Linked DNA regions of Mus musculus: region 1 is linked to region 2. The links are chromatin contacts, called in public Hi-C maps. All regions are on one chromosome and are shown on one strand. Each heading gives the region's core, a stretch centred on a gene start, on an enhancer-like site or on the middle of the called end of the contact. The rest is flanking DNA. Distances are from core to core; before and after follow the strand shown.

Evidence for each region. A called contact is a pair of places that touch in the nucleus more often than the background predicts.
Region 1: a contact with region 2 is called in a Hi-C map of cerebral cortex, with 2.4 times the contacts expected there. The contact joins two enhancer-like sites. A contact is called at or near these places in 3 of 484 Hi-C or Micro-C datasets (cerebral cortex, nephron progenitors and stem cell-derived neural stem cells) and 3 of 115 datasets of contacts at active chromatin or transcription factors (astrocytes, embryonic basal ganglia and oligodendrocyte precursor cells).

The regions. Positions count from the first base shown.
Region 1 is chr12:29,881,810-29,888,837 of GRCm38.p6, forward strand. It overlaps Myt1l (myelin transcription factor 1-like), which reads left to right. Exons shown (of 25, transcript NM_001093775.1): 19 at 4,314-4,376. Among named protein-coding and RNA genes, the nearest start is that of Gm46346, 30 kb to the right of the region's middle. Within about 2 kb of position 1,597, at least 80 of the 459 cell types and tissues checked have an H3K27ac peak or open chromatin away from gene starts, as enhancers often do. A contact at or near this core is called in cerebral cortex, where this site is marked.
Region 2 is chr12:29,591,371-29,598,149 of GRCm38.p6, forward strand. All of the region lies in intron 2 of Myt1l (myelin transcription factor 1-like), which reads left to right. Among named protein-coding and RNA genes, the nearest start is that of Gm20208, 64 kb to the left of the region's middle. Within about 2 kb of position 2,616, at least 4 of the 459 cell types and tissues checked have an H3K27ac peak or open chromatin away from gene starts, as enhancers often do. A contact at or near this core is called in cerebral cortex, where this site is marked.

The DNA of each region.
Region 1 (7,028 bases), core at 347-2,846, 290 kb after region 2:
CATGCTCACTTAACTAGAGGGGATACCTACCATGATGTCACATCCTCGTTTAAACAGAGGTCACACCTATCATAATGCTACATATTTGCTTTACCAGGGGACACACCTATCATAGCATCATGCTCACATGTTACCAGAGATTTTATCATGACATCATACTTTATACTCCTTAACATAATTCTAAATGTTGATTTAACCCTCTTACTATGTCTTCTTAAAAAGTGTGGGGATGATATAGAGAAAGGATTTTCTAGACACTTATGAATAATTAACCAGGAAGACAATGTCAGTCAGTAACTGTTCCTATTCTCTCTCCAGGTTATGGTTCTATAAAAAGGGTACCACATGGGGCTGTGTAATGGGGCTTGAGTCCCATTGAGGACAAATTCCTATCACAATTGAGGTGTGCTGGCTACTGTCCCATCTTTTTCTAAATCAGAGTTCTCTGACTTTAAGATTATATATTTCAGTATACTGATAGTCATTTTTTTTTCTATGTTAGAGGACATATCTGATACTCTCTGGGTAGGTGTGGCCAGTGGCTGTTCTTAAAGAGGTTCTGTGTTTTCTTGATGATAAATAGGTAGAAAAACAGAAGGCAGAGTGGCCAGGGGTTTCAGACCCCAGTAAGCAGCAGTTAGCTTCCCTGGCAGCAGAGGACTGTGCCCTGGGATCAGAATGGTCTCTGAGAACTTCTGGATGTCCCCTGAATCTGCATGTCTCTCCAGTTAAGCACTATTTAAGACATTTAAAAATTATTTTTCTGTCATGGTTCTTCAAGACCAGTGTTCACAGCCAGAGAGCAATATGTACCACCAAAAATTATTTTCTTTTATTATCACAAAGACAAGACCAGGTTATAGCAAGAAGACCGGGGTGTTTTGTCTCACAATCTAAGAAGCAGAGAGTATGAAATGAGATTACTTATTCCTCATTTCCTTTCTTACTCATATTCCCATTGTAATGAGAAAAAATATACCGATAAAGCGAAGCACTTTGTTTAACAAACTTTACATCCTTAACTATAAAAGCCTAAAATAACCCCCCTACTGCTGTCCATGGCTGCTGTTAGGAAAGCAAGAAGGGCCATCGAACAGTGTCCTTTAAAACCTCCCCTGGCCTGCCAGAAGCACTTCAGTGTTGACAGCCAAGCCATTGCCTCCCCCTAGGGAGCTGAGGGCCGTTTCCATGGAAACCCAGCCCATCTCTTCTGTGGTTTCAAAAACCCAAGCTGTGCACACAGACTGCCTCTGATTGTCCCACGTGGGCCTCCCTTCCTGGGAAGATGTGCTCCTAGAGGGATGGTTACCAGCGTGACAGGAAAAGTGGATTCCACACACCTCCCCCAGGCCCGGAGTGGAGGAGAGGCCTGAGAGGCAGGGCCCTTTTTTAGAGGAATCTTCATCTCCTCACTTGAGGCTGCAGAAAATTGTGGTTTTGAATATTGAAATTTCTTAAGGCTGGGAAATTTTATATGTAAATCTATGAGTTTAAGAAAGCCTTAAAGTCTTGAATAGTCAGATAGGAATAAATGCCTGGGAGGGCAGGTGAAGCAGCCCCAGCTCCCTCTCTCGGCCCAAAGGTGCCACCTGCTGGTAGAGAGTGGCAGGCAGCAAGCGCTTCAGCAGTTAGGAGCTCAAACAGTGCAGGGGGAGAGGAGCAATCAGTGGGCCTGCCCTTCTCTGCTCCTCTCAGAGAGGCTCTCTAGCCCCACAGCTACCGTCCTGGCTGTGAGCAGGCCCACAGCCTCATGGCTAACAGGTGGTCTCACCTGGCCGAGTTCCTGAAAGCAAACCTTCTGCAAAACAATGACAACCCTGAAAGTGAGAAAATTATTTTTTTCTTTTGTGGTAGGAAGAGTGCATCTTGAACCTCTTTCTTACTAGGTGACAAATTATACCTTTGTAAAGGACAGCCTAACACGTAGAACTTGCTGCAAAGGTTTTGTAGGTGGGGGTAGGAGGAGCCAATTATCGTTGTTCTTTCTTGGATATAAGACCTCATTTTCATTTGAGCTTACTCTTGTTAAAGGAATAAACTCTCAATTAACTTTCACTAGGTTTTAAATTAGGAAGAGCTTTAAAATCTCCCTACAGTAGAAAATAAGGCCGAGTGTAGGTCATTGGTGAGTAGGAAACACAGAGTCTCTTGAAACACCTCCAACCAGAACTGTTATTCCTTTCAGTATCTCTCAGGATGGTTTCTCTCAGGTGAGTGCCTCAGCATTGGCAAAATCAACCACTGAACAAGCCTACTGAATCACTTCTCAGGAAATATTCTCTTAGCTATTGAGTGACAGGCCTTATCATCACACAGGACGTGAAGGCTAACACAGTTAATCTGTTCAAACCCAGTCCCCAGTCAGGGATAGAGCTGTTATTGACAAGTAGGTTTCATTCAAACAATCTCAGCCTTATTCTGTAGCCAATGGCTATTTCAAAGGTCCACCTCCTCCTGCGTGGACCTGAGCACTCCACAGACACCTCCACTGCCCTGACATTCAGGTGGCTTTGCTCCTCCCCTAACACAGGCCATAAATTAAACTCTACCCTTACATGTGGTGTGGAAGATATTGACCTCTATCCCTGAGACCGAGATGCACATTCCCTTTCATGGGGCCAGAGGGAAATTAGAAAATTTCTAAACCCTGAAACTTGCTTATGCATCCAAGTGTGGCAATCTGCCATTCGCACATTTGAAACTGGTCCAGTTCCTGTGTGCCCACCTGCTCCTTGGCACTGTGTCATCCAGTCTGGAGAAAGCACATCTGTGAGTGACTAGTCTGCCAGCCACAGTGTACCAGGCTTGTGGGCTAGCCTCATTTTTGTGCACGGGTAGCCTTCCAGTCTCACCTCTATACTTAGCTAACGTGCTAGCCCACCCTCAGCATTGCTAAGCAGAACCATGCTAAACAGAGGGAAACTAAGGCCTTGGGGAGCATCTGCGGACTGTCCTCAGTGTGTGGCTTTGTTCTTGACCTGGGTTCAGGCTTTCCCTGGGTCTGCACAAGTGCACAGAGCATGGTCGGTCTTCTCTTCAATAACAGATGGTATTTTGTTCACTGGATCACAAAATCTGTTATTTAATGGAAAGGGTATTTTTTTCCCTCAACTTCTGTCCCTTAGTTTTGTCTTCCTGGTGGTACAAAGGCAATGAGGTTGCTTTGAGAAGTAGGTTTTGCATTGCTATCTGCTTTTTCTTGGGATGGTGTATTTAAGAAGTTATACAGATGACTGGGAGATTGCTCTATGGTAGAAGTGCTTGCTTTGCAAGCATTAAGAGCTTAATGTCATCCTCTGAACCCACTGGAAAAATAAAAAATTTCATAGCAGACCTTTTGGCACAGGCTCATGATAGCCAGCCTGATCTACTTGGTATGTTCCAGGGCAGTCAGGAGCTCTGTCAGAGATGAGATATAGGTAGGTAGGTAGGTAGGTAGGTAGGTAGGTAGGTAGGTAGCTGAGTAATGATACTGATGCTATCCCTGGCTTTCACATGCACATACCCTAACACACACACACACACACACACACACACACACACACTACTTAGAGAGAAACAATTATAAAAACCCATCAATAATGCAAGCTGGCCTTGGATGCCAGATGAATTTGTTTCTGTGGGTTTAAACAGACTTTGTAGAGATGCCTGTGGCAAATATGAGATCCCTGTCAGGGCATTGCAGATGCACCTCCTACATTATATCCCAGAATAGAAATGTAATAGGCTTAAGGCAAAACAGATCTCTAGAAGGGTCCATGACTAGGGAACCACCCCAAACAAACTCAGGTTCCAGCCTTTGCCTTACCTGGGTTCTAGGCTCCCCCAGACTAGACAGCATTGTGAGGACATGGCAGGAGTCCCTGTGCAGAGCTGGCTCAGATTATCCATGCCCTTAGCCATGGTGCATATCTTTCCATGTTTGTATCTTGTCATGTGTAAGTTGGGATTGCAAGCCCTACAGTAACTGGCCTTGGCTAAGTTCAAAGAACAGAAGGGTACACAAAGGCCATTTAGGGGTCCACAAACCTAGTGACAGAGGATACAAGGTGCTTGAGAGACTGAAAAGACCTAAGAGGTCACAAAAATTCATGCACTTTTGGGCATGTCCTTGTGCTGGGAAGGAAGGAAATAGAAATAGATTTGTATGTGGTAATGATCTTGAGTGAGCTAGAGAGCTCCCAGATCAATTTAGTCTCTCTCAGTAGCAAGGGTACACAACAAAGAGCTTGCCTTTTGGATAAATAAAGTCAATTACCCAGGGGGGTTGATTTCCTTCAAGTAAATTACCCCATTTGCATTTGTACTTGTAGGTGCCCCACCCCTGGCTGTGACGGTTCTGGACACATCACTGGCAATTACGCTTCTCATCGAAGGTATGTAGACTCATCAGAACCATCCTCTCTCCCCAGAGTAGCAGCTCCATCCTGGCAGAGGTGCTGCACTCTCAGATGAGGTACAGACTGGCTATGTACCTCATATAGCTATCCTCAGCTAAGGATCCTGACTTGGGGCCTACTTGAATGGTCATCTCTCCAGGGTCTGTATACCACCCTAGAGCAGCAAGAGGCCACCAAAACATTTCCAGTGCTCCAGTCTAGAAGAACAAAGGAAAAAGGACTCATCTCTAAATACATTATATCTGAGAATACCCCATGTAGGCAAACATTCTCAGAAACACACATGCTGCTAGTCCCGTTAACATTAGGATTCGAAGCATAAAGCTGTGCAGTTACTATACACAGGATTGACTACCACAGAGAGGCTTATTGTTAAATTTCAATTTCTCCCAATGAGAACAGAGAGGCTACAATATGACACAGAACTCCCACCACGTGAGCTAACAGAAGGCCTCCACTGCCTGGCATCCCATCAGCATAGTGGAAGTGCACACTTTATGGCAGGTACTATGTGGAGAGTTGAAAGAAAGTCTTGGTGATTCCATCGCAGACTAAGAGTAGGTAGGATTCTTGGTTAAGGTGGCAAGGCCAACTCTCCTCAAGGAGCCTGGTGACAGTTTCAGGAGTCCTACGTCACAGCCTCAAAACTAGACACCTGTAAGGACAAGTGGGGATCCATAGCCATCAGCAGGTGGCAAACCATCGTCACAACTAGCAGTTCCTTGATGACTCCTTAATGTTAATTGCTGCTGAGGGCAGGCAGGGTACATCATTACCAGGAGGCAGGCAGGGTATGAGATGACTGAGGCAGGCACTGGAAGTTTTACTAAGCTGGCTTGGCAGGATTCTTGCTCATACTTTATTCTGTGAGGACAGAGGTGGACCCACAGTGGGGATCCTCAGGTATTTGTCACAAAGGATGATCTCTATCACATTCTGAGAACTTGGGGAGTTTTGCAGGGCCACCTTTGTCTGTAGGAACAGAATATGCACATGCTTCCAAGGTGCAGAGGAGGCCATGATGTCCACAAGGCTTTCCTAAGTGCAGTGATGCCGACATTTGTGAATCAACAACCCTTTGCTATGAAGTCTCCTTCAAACTATAGGCTGCTGAATGGTAGCATGATCTGCATCCTTGAGTGCCAATCAAGTGCCTCCAGACTTAGTCCCCCAGGTTAGGAGAGGTTTCTACCTTTCACTTGTATTGCCAGGTATGCAAGACAGACTGAGATCTTTCTGAAAGCATTTCCAGAGTAGATGGTTGCTTTATATTAAAAAGAATTTAAAAACACTCAAGTTAAATGTATAAAGTCAGGTACATTCTACTCTAGACTTTATATTAATTTATTTAGAAGTAAATGCCTATAAGGCATTCATCATTTTGTAAATTTGTACAGCTGAAGATGGAAGTTTCCTGATCAGCCCACATCCAGTGTCTTGTTTTCTACTTTAAAAACATGGCATTGTATATCTACTTCTGACCATGATGAGTACCAGCATTTTTACTCATTTGACTTTTAATTTAGATTGTTAGGTGTTAGTAAGATACAAGTGTTTCATTAAAATGCAATTTAGATCCAGGCATGATGGTTCACATCTGTAATCCCAGCACTTGGAAGCAGAGGCAGGAGCATCGCCAAGAGTAGGCTACAGAGAGAGATTTTGTCTCAAAATAATGTGGGATTAGTGTATGAGTTTGTATGTATGTATGTATGTATGCAATATGATATATATATGGTGTGTATGAAAATGTGTATACATATGTATGTGTGTTGTATATTTTTGTATACATGTACAGTATGTGTTTCTATGTGTATATATGAGCATATGGTATGATTGTGTGCATATGTGTAGTATGTATATATGTATTCAGGCTGTATATGTTTGTTGTATATCTTGGTACTCGTGCTATGTGTGTGAGAGTTTGTATGTCAGGCTTATATTTAAGCTGTGGTCTGTGCTGAACTGGCTTTATCAACAGAGTTGCAAAGCAAATTTGGTTTTGAGGAGAAACCTTTGGGCAAATATTGCCTTACAGCAGTTTTAGCAAACAGAAAGTAGAGTGTATTGAAGTGTTGTGTAACAACAAGTTCCTTTATATAGAAGTTGAAATAGAGTCAAGCAAGAACATTGCATTCAGTTCACAGTTCTTATGTAAATTTTCCAATAAGGAAATACTGAGGTCACACCTCAATAAGTTAAGGTCAGTAAGTTGAATAAAGACAGAGCCAATGGCTAGATGATCGTTAGGAATCATTAGGAATCTTCTTTCAATCTTATGTTCCTGAGTCCCTTCCCAGGAACACAGCCATGAGATACTTGTACAGAAACCATAGTGAAAAGTTTACCTAGGCAAGGATACACTGGGCTCTCCAGATATGCCACAGTTCAGCTCAGTTTTGAGTTCAGGGCATCTTCATGCCATAGTAAGAAGTGAGGTCTCAGAACAAGGATTATAAGCAAGCCAGAGTTAGAGCCCATGGATAGTTCTGGTACCCATGGGTTTGTCCTTCCTGGTCACAGAATGGGTACACATACATCCCTGTCTGGAGTTACAGGATAGCCTTGCTCTATGACCCAAGACACTAGAAGAATACATAGACCTCTTTGTAATATAAATGCACTACA
Region 2 (6,779 bases), core at 1,366-3,865:
CAAATGCTAACTCAACATGAAAAAGCATAATGCAGGGGCTGCCTTGCACATGAAAAAATGCTACTGTTTAGAAAAGATGCAGGGCTGTGAGTTTAGTTACAGTGATAATGGATAATGTATTTCCCTTATGCTCTTTTCTCAGCAGGGTCCTGTCAACAGTCAGGGAAAATGCAGGGCATGGGAGACTATTTAGAAAGCAAATTATTAGCCCCACCTCAAGTTATAGAATGGGAAAAACAGGAGGGACATTTAGGAGGTATTTGCATACACTTGCCCAATTATATATGTACACAGATGTGAACATCTGCAACTGCTCTGCATCTCTACATGCCATCCTTCCCTCAGCTGTCACTGGTTACACAAAGATTGCTATGCCTTTGCCTTTAGTTGCAGCTTTAGCTACCTGTCAGCAGCTCCTGTCCATAGTAAGTTGTTTTTTTTTTAACTAAACAACACACACACACACACACACATCCATATAGACATACACAGACTCACATACACCCTCACATATTCATACACATATGCACTCAAATACACACAGATACACACACAGACATAAAGACACAGACACACAGAGAGACACACACACTCACATCCATATAGACATACACAGACTCACATACACCCTCACATATTCATACACAGATGCACTCAAATACACACAGACACAGACACACACACACACATACACACACACACACACACACACACACACACACACACACAACTTTCAGGCTATTGAAGAATCCTGCTTCTTGTTCTGGACTGTTTCTGGACTGTTTCCCCATATTCTATTGTACAATCTTGTCAAAATTTTGGCTTCTTTTTACCTGTGTCCATGGGAATGACTAACTGGAGTTAGACACTTATTTTTATTTTCAAATTCAGATGGTCTGGCCCCTCCTGCTGCTCTCTAACTCACAGCTACAGCCTGTGACCTGAGGGTGTGGGGATAGCTAGAGGTGGCAAACAGTGCTCCTATTGTAGAAGCACAGGAAGCTTGTGTTTGGGAAAGCCTGCAGTGTTTCCCAAACTTCTCCTTCTGAGCTGTAGAGATGCACCGCAAAGCAGAGAGTGCCGTCTGCACAGAGAAGGGTACAGGCCATGACTGTACACAGCAGGATACACACCCATTTCTGTAACCTAGCAAACACACCGTGTGTCCTTGGACTTGCTTTCCAACAGTGATCCAGTGGGGTCGTATAATATTAAGGCACACGGCATTGCAAGCCTCTGTATGTGCACAGGGTATAAATAGTTGGAAATTAGAACATGGATTCAGTCTGAGCTCTACAGGCCTTTTATATGCCAAAGATTCATAATTTTAGAAAATAGGATTCCCCGTAAAAATCTTTTGAAAAGCCTAACCTCAAGTGGGAACTGGTTTAATTATTGCTCTTAAATTCATTTGGATCCGAAGTGGACAGAATGGAGTCTTCCATACTGGCATCCTTCTCTGCTCCATTTCAAAGAGCCAGAGCTGCATGAAAGACAACAAGCTTATAAGAAAGAGCCCTTGATTTCTTCACACTCACTATGGCTATGATTAAAACTGATTTCAAGTGTCTATGGAAAGTCAGACAACTGGATCTTGGAGATGTAGTTAACACATTAGGTCACTTGGGACACCTTCTTGATGACACAACAGTAACAGCATTTGGAACAGCACTATCTTCCAAGCCTTGAGATTAAAAAGTATTATCACTTTATATGTTTCATAAAACCCAGTGATGGGGAAACCAAAGTGTTTCACAAGATCCCAGAACTAGGACAATCTCAACTGCCTCATATCTCAGCCCATATGGAAGAGTGTCTCCCATCCAGGAGAGCCCAAGGTTGTCCTGAAATCACACTTTCAGTTAGCTTTAGAATTAGACTTAAGATATATAGGAAAGATTACTCAGTGGTTAAGCAAAGGACCAGGTTCAGTTCCCAACACCCGCATCGAGTGGCTCACAACTGTCTAACTCTAGTTCTAGGAGATCCAGCGCCCTCTTCTGGCCTCCATGGATACATGTATATATGTGGTGTATATGCAACTATTCAGGACTATGAATATAAAATGAAAGAAATATATTTAAAAGTAATTATAAGATATATAATAGCCTTAATAGATTTAATAACTGGACTGCTGGTTTAATAGACTGATTTCTGGTATTTTCTTCTTCTGAAGAAACACAAGATTCCAGGGAACATAGAATTCTCAAAGATTTGAGACAAGTAAGTGTGCAGATCAAGACTGGCTCCTGTCAGGACTCACAGGGCTCAGGAGCAAGGTTAGGCCTGTAACTCCAAGGCATTCTCTGCCGTGGACTGTGGCCCCCCCAAAGGCCCGGGCCCAGCAGTTGCTCTCTCTCTTACCCTCGCTTTCAGATTGGATGGTCAGGTGTAATTTTGCACACAGCTGCTGGAGGCAAAGATGTTTCAACTTCTTGTCTCTCTCCTAAGAAGCATTGCAGAGGAACACTGCGGGAGGGTGAGTCTCAACTCCTCCAAGTAACCTGGTTGGCTGGAAGAAAAAAAAATCAGAGCTCTGGGTTCTGTTTTCTGGAGAGCCTGGGCTGCTGGCCACAGCTGAGTCCCAGGAAATGCCCACTCAGTGTCTGCACAGACTTGCCAAATGCATCATTTTTATAGGTTGTCCTGTGTTTCTGATGCCAATCTCCCTTTTGGCCATCCTGTCTGTGGTGAGCTGGCTTGGTGCCTGAAAACTGTGGCTTCTTATTAGCAAGTCTCCCTCTCCCTCTCCCTCTCCCTCTCCCTCTCCCTCTCCCTCTCCCTCCTCCCTCCTCCCTCCTCCCTCCCCCTCTCCCTCTCCCTCTCTGTCTCTCTCTCTGTCTGTCTCTGTGTCTGTCTCTGTGTCTCTCTGTGTCTCTCTGTCTCTCTCTCTGTCTCTCTCTCTGTCTCTCTCTGTCTCTGTCTCTCTCTCTCTCTCTCTCTCACACACACACACACACACACACACACACACACACACAGACACACACACACAAACTTGCTGCTCTCCACAAGGTTGAGTTCCCCCTGACACCCACATCCTCACATAGGGTATGGGGATGGGATCAGTGTTGTGAGAACAAAGAGGAGATTGGAGGGGATAGATTCTGTAGTCCATAAATCAGAGGAAAAGGAGACTTCTATTTATGCTTTCTTGTATGTTTACCAACCAAGAATCTCTCAAAAGTTTATTATTTACTTTTTAAATGGTCACACAAACTAGAATATTGGTTAGTCTTTGGGAAGTCCCTTTTCTAGCAGACAGCATTTTCCAAATTCCAAATGGCAGGATGGTCAAAAGGAAGATGGGCATCAGAAACACAGGACAAGCTACAAAGACAGTGCTTTTGGCAAGCCTGTACAGCCAGATTCTCTTGTGGGTAGGCTTGGGCAAGTGTCTTGTGTCTGTCTGTGTGTCTGTCTGTGTGTCTGTCTCTGTCTCTCTGTCTCTGTGTCTCTCTCTGTCTCTCTGTATCTCTCTCTCTTTTTCAGGTAGGTCTGAAGAAGTGTGTATGCATATCAGTTGGATGTAAACCTTGATTGACACTTCACCTTCTACCTTGTTTGAGTCAGAGTCTTTCTTGATTACTGCTATATATACCAGATAGACTAACCCACAAACTTCCGGTGATTCCGTCTCACCATCCCTCCCTTCTCCTGGTAGGAGCATGAGGATGAAGACGAGGATTTGATGAACATGCTACCTCATCTGGTGACTGTTATCATGACATCTTTTGACAAGGTTGAACCTTTCTATGTTCACCCTGAGCAAAAAAGCATATACTCAAACCTCACCAAAGCAAAAGCACACTCAAAGGGATCGCTATTCGGTTGTATGGCTGCTTGTTATGGAGTTTCTATTTAACCACCTTTTAGGTGTATCTGAAATTCAGCTGTTTGAAAACCCGTCGTCTGCTGGTTCATGAGTTGCCTTGCTCTTGTGTGAAGCTAGACAGAGAGAAGCTGTGCTGGAGAGGCTGACCATCTGAGTGGGTAGTTCCTTTTATGGGTACATTTTCTACACTAGACATAGTTTAACAGTCACGTTTGCTTGGTATGCTGAGGTATATCATGGGGTGTGAAAAACCCAACTCAGACTCCCCCGGGTCAATTGCATCCAAACCAAAACTTACAGAAAAAATCCAATAAAGAATATGGTTTCTGTGCATTATACAAGAAAGTCTCATGCATTCCTATAAACTAACCTGTGAGATGGGCCATGTCCTACCAGGCCTTTCCTGAAGGACCTTATGTTTATTTGCCACCAGGTAAGACAAACTCACTGTCTGAGGTTTCCTTTCGCTGTTAGTTAATGCATGGAACTTGTTCCCAAGGAAGGTTGTAAGGTGCATGGTGGTTGTCCACAGCTAGATTTTTGGATTTTATTAAGTCTTTTAAAGTGTGCATTTAGGAGGTGTTCCTGAATCTATATTAAGAGATATGCCCTGCGAGGCCATGGTCTGATTTAAGCCTTACAAAGATACATTTGTATAGAAGATTATTTATTTCACAGAAGAATCATTCCGTTTGCAAAAGAACTCACTGAGAATGTCTTTGAATAGTGAACTCTCTTAAGGCTTTTAAATAGGATTAGTCTTCCCTGAAAGCTTGGTTCTTAACATTCATGCTCAGGAAACTGGAATAAAATATAATTTGTGCTTGACACAATTTCACCTCCTCATCCTCAACTTGCTTGTCCTTTCATTTTACCTTCCAACTTTGGGGGCCTCTCTGTGCTGCTTCTTGCTGGGGTCTTCTCTATGGACCCTTCTTTTCCTCCGCTTGGCCCTGTTGGATTGGTTCTTTGCTGTGCTCTTCTAGGCCTGCCTTGGTTGCCCACCTTCCTACAGAGCCCAAGTCTCTCTTCCCTCATTGCAAGAAATTAGGTAGCACCCGTGCAGGTTCCCTATTTTGGTCTAAGGGCTCCATTGAACCTTCTATGACCGTATTCCATGTTACAGCATGATTTGAATACTTGTCCATGTGTTAGAAATTAGTTTGCTTCGTTAGTGATCTAGTTCTATGCTGCACTCCCACAAGGGTCTCAGCCCAGACCTCCCAAGACTCTCTGAAACCACAGATGGCATCAAATCCTACACACCGCCTTTTCCTATGCACACCTATCAGTAGACATAGGAAATATTAGTGCTGCAATGATAAGGAGAAAGTACAATTGTATACTGTTGTGCATGTTCTATAGGGCTTAGAATGTCTGGACCTTTCCAGTGAATGTATGGCAGCCATGTGCATGGACACAGAGAACGTCTCCTCCTCCAGTGATTCTGTCTCGAGTGTGTAGGATGTACAGGTGCTGTACTGGACACTGTCATCATGAAGGCAATGTCTAAATAAGATAGCAGCAAAGGAGATAAATACCCACACAGGATGTTGTCTTCTAGATTAATCACCATGGTTTACGTGCCACCAAGTGAAGACGTGTGGTTTCCTATGATGCTGGCTCATGGAATCCTCTTGAGACATCTTGGCATGAATCACTCCTGAACTACTCCCGTCACATTATTCATAAGAATGATCCACATAGCCTGCTTATATTGCCCGTTCATCCATTGTTCATCCATTTGGGAGATAAGTAGTGGACCGACTTGAGTGGGGGATATGTAGTTGATAAGGACTTACAAGGATGTGAAGATAAATCTGATCTCTGTATTTAGAGCCATTCTTCGGAAATTTTTGCTTATGTCGGACTCCTCAACAATGAGCTCTATTCTGCTTACTAAGTGATAAAAGACCAGAGAGATGGGTAAGGGTGCTTGCCACCAAGCCTGATGATCTGACTTCAGGCTCAGGGATTAAAAGAGAGAAACAGCTTCCACAAATTGTGCTCCAACCTTACGTGTACACTGTAGCATGCATATCCAAGTTCATGTGCACATGTGCATGCACGTGCACACACACATACACTATACACACTATAGTTAAAGATATTATTCTTCCTATCTCCCTGTTATTACATCTTTCTTTCCTTTTTCTTCTTATCCACCCATCCATACACCCACCCATTAGTTCATATATACTGAATATTTCACTAGCAACAGCAAAGAAAATGGTCCAAGTACATGAACAGCAGTCCCTGGCTTCACAGAGCAACATGAAACAATGGGGGAGAGTACTGAGGCCATTGTAGCTGGTGGGAGTGGACACACCTGCTCTTCCCTCGTTGCATCACTTATATGTCATTAAATAACCCTATGTGACAAGGAGCTGCTGTGTATTTAAAAGTCCGTTGTAATATAATACAGTTCTTCCCCCCTGGATATGGTAGAAAGGGAGGAGTAAATTGAAATGAGGTTTGCTGAGGAGTAGACTCTGGAATAGACTATGGGACTCCTTGCTTTGGTTTGTAAGATTCAGATATCACACAAGAACCTTTTGCATTGCACCATCAAATATCAAAAAGAACTAGCATCCCTGATTTATGCTCGCTAATACTATGCCTTGTTCCCCCCTCTCAGTCCTTACATCTAGATGACTCTCCCATGATAGACACATCATTTTCCACCCCACCCCATCACCTGCCAAGCAGCAGGAGAAAATCCACAACTGGAAGTTCAAGATGCTATCCTGGTTAATATGCCTCAAGTTCAGGGAAAGACAGCAGATCTATACACCCCTTACTCATCTCTGGTTGGTACCTTCCTTTCCTGGACATCGTACACAAAACAGCTAGTTGCCTGTCTTTCAGCTACCTCCCTTGTAGAGGTTGCTTCTCACATTCCTGTGGTTTAGCTGTTGTTTGGACTACCAAACCAGCCCATAGG